2 separate regions of the Oryctolagus cuniculus genome follow, and region 1 is linked to region 2. The links are chromatin contacts, called in public Micro-C maps. All regions are on one chromosome and are shown on one strand. Each heading gives the region's core, a stretch centred on a gene start, on an enhancer-like site or on the middle of the called end of the contact. The rest is flanking DNA. Distances are from core to core; before and after follow the strand shown. Region 1 overlaps RUSC2 (RUN and SH3 domain containing 2). Region 2 holds the start of RUSC2 (RUN and SH3 domain containing 2).

Region 1 (3,046 bases), core at 515-3,014, 39 kb before region 2:
GGCAGGGAAACTCCAGCAAAAAAAGGTTTCTCCTGTCTTTGGGCATCAGCGTCTTTTTTGCCAAATAACCCTCCCCCTCTTTTCTGGCCTCTTGAAGGGAGATAGGGGAGACAAAGGGACTCAGCTGCTGCTCTCCTGCAGGCTGACCTTGACTTGAGGTCCTGATGAGCAGCCTCAGCAGGACCAAAAGGTCTTTTCCTGCCCAGGTCCTTGGGAAGGACTGAAGGTATGATGGCAGGAGGGTGGATTTGGGAGTTATTAGCTTATGCTCAGGTCTCTTCCTGCTAGGAATCCATGAGTAAGATGGCTTGTTATAACAGGTCAGGTGCCCTAGACATTGCAATGACCATCCCCTGCCCCCAACCTACTGTGGGACATCTTGGTCAACATTCTTTCTTGGAGCCTAGTGGCTCTCACAGCACCAGAAGGCATGGTGTGTGAGTGTGTGTGTGAGTGTGTGCGTGCAGGGAGCGGCTTCCCAGCCCCTCCTGAAAGCATGGATGCCTGCATCTTCTCCATCATGAACTTACAGCTTTTGTAGTCTCCTCCCATTAAGCCTTTGTTTCCAGATCTGACCCCCTCCACTCTGACTACAGCAGCGAAGAGCAGCTTCATTAGAAATGCCCAAAAAGAAAGGATGGAGTCTCCTGCTTCCTGACAAAACAGCACAATGATGCTCAAACTCTGCTTCTCCCCGTCTCTGCACCACAGCACAAACCTATGCATGGATGAGCTTGTCTAACGCTCGCACGCGCGCTCTCTCCCTCTTTTGGAAAGACAAAGCCAGTCCTTGGCAGCCAGGGCCCGAATGCCGATGGCTTGCGCTGTTGGCTCTGCCCTGCCCCTCCCCCAGCTGCGCTGAGCCATACCTCTGTAAGGAGCCTTCAGCTGGACCGGAGGCTTCTGCTCCTTTTGCTCTGCCTTGACAGTTCCTGCCGAGGCACTGTTCCCGGGCCCACACAGGGGGCCCTGGGCCGACTCCCTAAGATCTGATTTCTGCTAATACAATGGCATCGCTGCTAATGCAGGGAGGCTGCGCAATCCCAGCGCCGTCTCCTTGCTGCTGCCGCGGCCGCTGGTGCTGCGGTGACGTTGCTGCCAAGGGAAGGGGGAAGGGAGAGGAGCGGGCATGCCCACAGTACAGCCGCTCAGCCTCGCTCCCCGCTCCCCGGCAGTCCCCGTGGGCCTGTTAGCCCGGCGAAGGGGGAGGGGAGAGAAAGGAGTCGGCAGCGGAGGGCAGTCGGCGCCGGCAGATGGAGATCTCTCCCGATCTCCCGGCAGGGAGAGCTGGGCCTACTCCTCTCAGGAGTCTCAGGGAAGGAGTCTGGGCAGAGCCTGGAAGCTTCCTTCCTTCCTTCCTTCCTTCCTTTCTCAGGCCCCTCCTTTCAGATCTCAGCCAGAAACTTCTCCCTCCTCTTTTCTCTCTGAATGACTGTGTTTTCCAGCTTCTTCCTCTCACTGGGATTCCAGGCTAGCCTAGAGGTGGAGCAGTCAGCCTGGGAGGGGACTCCTGGAGCCCTGAGGGGCGGCTGTCATCAGCAGTCGTCATTCTACCCAAAGCCTCTGTGTGCGTGTGCACGCGCCTGCCTCCTGGGGAACATGGGTCTGTCTCAGAAAATACAGACTGCACTGCAGGGACCTTGTAACACACGTCTTAGGGCCGAAGTGGCTACAGGCCCGTGTGCCAACACACGTTCCATTCAGTTCTCTGGCTCTTCAGAGGGTCCACTAGTGGTGGCTGAAGTAGAACCGACCCCTCTCACATACCGTACAAGAGGAATCTAGAGAAAATAGATAAATTGGACTACACAAAAATTTAAGATATCTGTGCTTCAAAGGATACAATCAGGATAATGAAAAGGCCACGCCCTCAGCTCTAAAGCGCATGTGTGTCTGCTTGGGCTCTTTCTAATTTGTGGAAACTGAATGAAGGGGGCCTCCGGAAGATCCAGTTGTACGATGGGTTGTCAGTGGGTCACCCGTGTTTCAGCATCTATAGGAACCTTCATGTTCAAATATAATCTGTGCTTTCTGTGTAACTTTTCTCAAAACAGTAGAAGCCAAAAGGTAACAGGAAGGACTGAAGTTAAATAACCAATCTTGATGTTTGGGAATTCAAAAAGCTGTAAGAAAGGGGAATATCCTGGAGGTGGAGAAGATGCTCTGAAACTATTTGTCTAAAGACTCAAAGAAGAGGAGGAACCCTTTAAAAGAGAGGCTCGAAGGCCAGGGGTGAGAGCCAATTGGTTTAAAAATGGGTGTCTCTACAAATCAATGACAAAGAGACTAACAACCCAACTTAAAAACGAGCAAAGAACTTAAACTGACATTTCTCCAAAGGAGATTAACACAAATGGCCCTCAACCCACGAAAAGTTGCTCAACAACAGTTAGTCATTAGGGTAATGTAAATCAAAACCAATTCAATGAGATGCTATTTCACACCCACTAGGATGGTTAAAATTAAAGTAAACAAACAAAAATAGATAATCCAAAGATAACCCACAGAACTGGAGGAAGTTTGCAAATCACTATGTCTGACAAGGAACTTCTATCCAGAATACATAAAAAATTCAGCAATAAGAAGACAACTCAATGGGGCCGGCGCTGTGGCGCAACAGGTTAAAGCCCTGGCCTGGCATCCCATATGGTGCCAGTTCAAGTCCTGGCTGCGTCACTTCCAATCCAGCTCCCTGCTTATGTGCCTGGGAAGGCAGCGGAAGACCCAGCACCCTTATGGAATCACCCAGAAGAAGCTTCTGGTTCATGGCTTTGGATAGGCTCAACTTCAGCTGTTGTGGCCATTTGGGGATGAACCAGCAGATGGAAGACTTCTGTCTCTCTCTCTGTCTCTACCTCTCTCTGGAATTCTGTCTTTCAAATAAATAAAGTCACTATTTTAAAAAAAATGAAAAGAAAAAAACACAACTCAATTAAACATGTGCAGAGGATTTGAGTAGACATTCTCCCAAAGAAGACACACAAATGTTCAAAAAGCACATAATAAGATGATCAACATTATTAGTCATTAGGGAAGTACAAATTAT
Region 2 (3,162 bases), core at 474-2,973:
ACTCAGCAACACCACCCACTCCCCCCACCCAAGCTGCGCCCAAACTGAGGTCTCCAAACCTTGCCTTAGCCTCAGGAAACCGAATCTGCTCCGGTCACCCTCCTAGGAATCAACAAAACCGGCTCTCGGCCTCCTTGCTCTTGGAGAGTTCCATCTTTAAAAGGTTCTTGTTCTGGTTTAGACGTGGATTTACAGGGACATAAATGGCCCATGTGGCTTGCTCATAGCAGAGCAGCTTTAGGAACCTTTGACATCGTTCTCACGCTAGGCCAGGACGGGACACCTGTCCTCCAGGCTCTGAGAAGCAGGTGCCCAGGACCTGGAGGGCACAAGAACTGAGGTCCTGCATGTCTCCGACCTGCCCCGAAGCCCCGGCTGACCAGGCACTGAGTCAGCTCCGGAGGCGGTGGCTGGCCTCCAGAATCCCTCCCCAGAGGGAGCGCCTCCTCTCCAGGGCAAGAGGAGCAGTCCCCGGCTCTTTCAAGATCCTCTAGGTAGCCTCCAGGGCTGGAACCAATAAGAATTTCTGTAGCCCCAGCCCTGCCCCCGCCCCTTTTGGGGTAAACAAAATACCAAGAGAAAACAGCTGATGCACAGCCGCGCTTATGTAAATAAGATTAGATAAATGCACGGAAAGGCTGATATATTCCTAGATGGGACGACCTTAGCAATCCCCCTTTACGTAACCAGAGGCGCCGTTCCCCGAGGCACGCCGCCTCACCGCCTCTGCAGTGGGCTCACCCATTCATTCCCCAGCCAACACCTAGTTACTGAGGACACGCTGTGCCGGGCCCCGTGCCGGGAACTCGGACGTAAAGGGGACTGGGGTCCGGGCCTTCCCCCAGGGCGGGTCCGGCGGTCCGCAGCCAGCCCGGGCCCACGGGATCGCCGTGCCCTTCGCGCCGGCGGACCGGCCAACTGCCAAGCCCAGGGTCTTCCCCAGGTAAAACTGCAGGGAGACAGGACCCCTGCCGGCGCCCGGCAGGTATCGACTCCGCAAGCAGGGGTGAAAGGGGCGGAGGGCTCCGAGGAGCCGGGCTGGGGCTGGCCCTGCCGAGGCCCCGCGGCGGCCCGGGGCTGGGGTGCCCGCAGCCGCGCTCGCCCAGGGTCGTCACAACGATGACTCCCGGGCGCGAGGGGCCGGGGGGAGCCTCTGAGGGGACGGTTTGAGGAGACGGTTGGGGGTGGGCTTGGGGTGGCGCCCAAAGGGATGGCTGGTCCTGGGTGTCCACTCCGTGGAGTGGAAGGGGTCAGAAGGACTGGGGATGCGGTCTGTCCGCAGGGTCCGAGAGGACGGGAGGGTGGGGCCGAGGGGAATGGCGGGAGGGCCGGCAGGGTGGGCAGACAGAGGGCTCTCTATGGGATCGCTTGGAACGCGGTGGCAGTGGGTCTTCAGGATCCCGGCAGCCTCGGAGAGGCATTCCTACCTGGTTTCTCGCCTCAGGCTCGTCTCCCCGCGCGGGCGCGGCGGCGGCGTCTCGCGCCCTGCAGGGGCAGCGGCTCCACGCCGGGCCCCCCTCCTCTCCAGACAGGTTGGTCACGCCCGGCCCCCCTGCGGGCGCGGCGCCGATGGTCCGATCGGTGCCTCCCGCCCCTCTGGACCGCGCGTTGGTCCGGTCCGCTGGGCCTGCGGGGCCTGCCCACTGCCCCTGCTCCTGCGGCGACGGGCGCAGCCGGAGTCACGCGCGGCGCTTCCCCGCGAGCCGCAGGGCGAGGCTGCGGCAGCCGCCCCGCCTTTTGCGGCCTGCGCCCCGCCCCCTGCGGGGTGGTGCCGGGCGACGGAGGACGGGCGGGCCCGGGCTCTGGACCAGCGAGCTCGAGCCAAAACAGCTGGCCTTGAGGGCGGGCGGGTGTGAGATCCCGGCCTCGCCTAAAGCGGCGATTCTTATCCTGGATCCCGGGTGGAACCTCGCGAGGACATAAAAGAAGCAAAAGAGCAACAGACATGAAGGCTTACCTCAGCCCACACCGATAGACTCAGAACCGGCGGGGTGTGGTGCAGTGGGGGTTGGATGGTGCCCAGGCTTTGGTAGTTTCAATTAATTAATTAGCATTTGTTCCTAAATAAGACTTAAAAAAATGTATTCATTTGAAAGGCAGCGGGCCGGCGCTGTGGCGTAGCTTAGCAGGTAAAGCCGTCGCCATCTGCAGTGCCAGCATCCCATATGGGCGCTGGTTCAAGTCCTGGCTGCTCCACTTCCCATCACGCTCCCTGCTGTTGCGCCTGAGAAAGCAGCAGAAGATGGCCCAAGTGCTTGGGCCCCTGCACCCACGTGGGAGGCCCAGAAGAAGCTCCTGGCTTTGGCCTGGCCCAGCCCCAGCCGTTGTGGCCATTTGGGGAGTGAACCAGTGAATGGGAGATCTCTCCCTCTAACTCTTCCTTTAAAATAAAATTAAAAAAAATTTTTTTTTAAAGTTAGTTTTTAAGATTTATTTATTTAACAGAGTCACATGCACACACACACAGAGGGAGAAGAAGAGGGGGAGGGGGAGGGGAGAAAGAGAGAGAGGTTTTCCATCCTCTGGTTCACTCCCCAGTTGGCCGCAAAGGCCGGAGCTGTGCCGATCAGGAGCCAGGAGCTTCCTCCTGGTCTCCCACATCGGGGGCAGGGGCCCAAGGACTTGGGCCATCTTCTGCTTTCCCAGGTCACAGCAGAGAGCTGAATTGGAAGTGGAGCAGCCGGGACTAGAACCACCACCCATGCAGGCAGTGGCTTTACCCGCTATGCCATAGCTCCGGCACCCAATTATTATTATTTTTTTTTTTAAGGAAAGACATAATAGTTAAAGCCCCTGTGGCATAATAGTTAAAGCCCCTGCCTGCAGTGCCAGCATCCCATGTAGGTGCAGGTTCAAGTCCTGGCTGTTCCACTTCTGATCCAGCTCCCTGCTAATGTGGCTGAGAAAGCAGCAGAGGATGGCCAAGTACTTGGGAGACCACAAAGAAGCTCCTGGCCCAGTTCTGACCATTGTTTCCATTTGGGGAGTGAACCAGCAGATGGAAGACCTCGGTCTCTCTCTGCCTCTCTGTCTGCCTTTCTGTAACTCTGCCTTTCAAATAAATAAATCTTTTGTTTAAAAAAAAAAAAAGAAAGGCAGAGAGACATCTATCTGATTCATTCCTCAAATGCCAGTAATCAGGTTCACATATGAGGGGCAAGA

Evidence for each region. A called contact is a pair of places that touch in the nucleus more often than the background predicts.
Region 1: a Micro-C map of ear pinna shows a contact between it and region 2, with 4 times the contacts expected there. The contact joins the enhancer-like site here to the promoter of RUSC2 in region 2. A contact is called at or near these places in 5 of 6 Hi-C or Micro-C datasets (ear pinna, embryonic fibroblasts, psoas muscle and 2 more).

The regions. Positions count from the first base shown.
Region 1 is chr1:198,499,134-198,502,179 of mOryCun1.1, reverse strand. The region is part of intron 1 of RUSC2 (RUN and SH3 domain containing 2); the gene reads right to left. Among named protein-coding and RNA genes, the nearest start is that of CIMIP2B, 24 kb to the left of the region's middle. Within about 2 kb of position 1,764, at least 6 of the 8 cell types and tissues checked have an H3K27ac peak or open chromatin away from gene starts, as enhancers often do. A contact at or near this core is called in ear pinna, where this site is marked.
Region 2 is chr1:198,459,865-198,463,026 of mOryCun1.1, reverse strand. RUSC2 (RUN and SH3 domain containing 2) reads right to left here and starts at 1,723. Exons shown (of 13, transcript XR_011380830.1): 1 at 1,428-1,723. LOC127490675 reads left to right here. Exons shown (of 4, transcript XM_070054005.1): 1 at 1-943. The coding sequence starts at 626.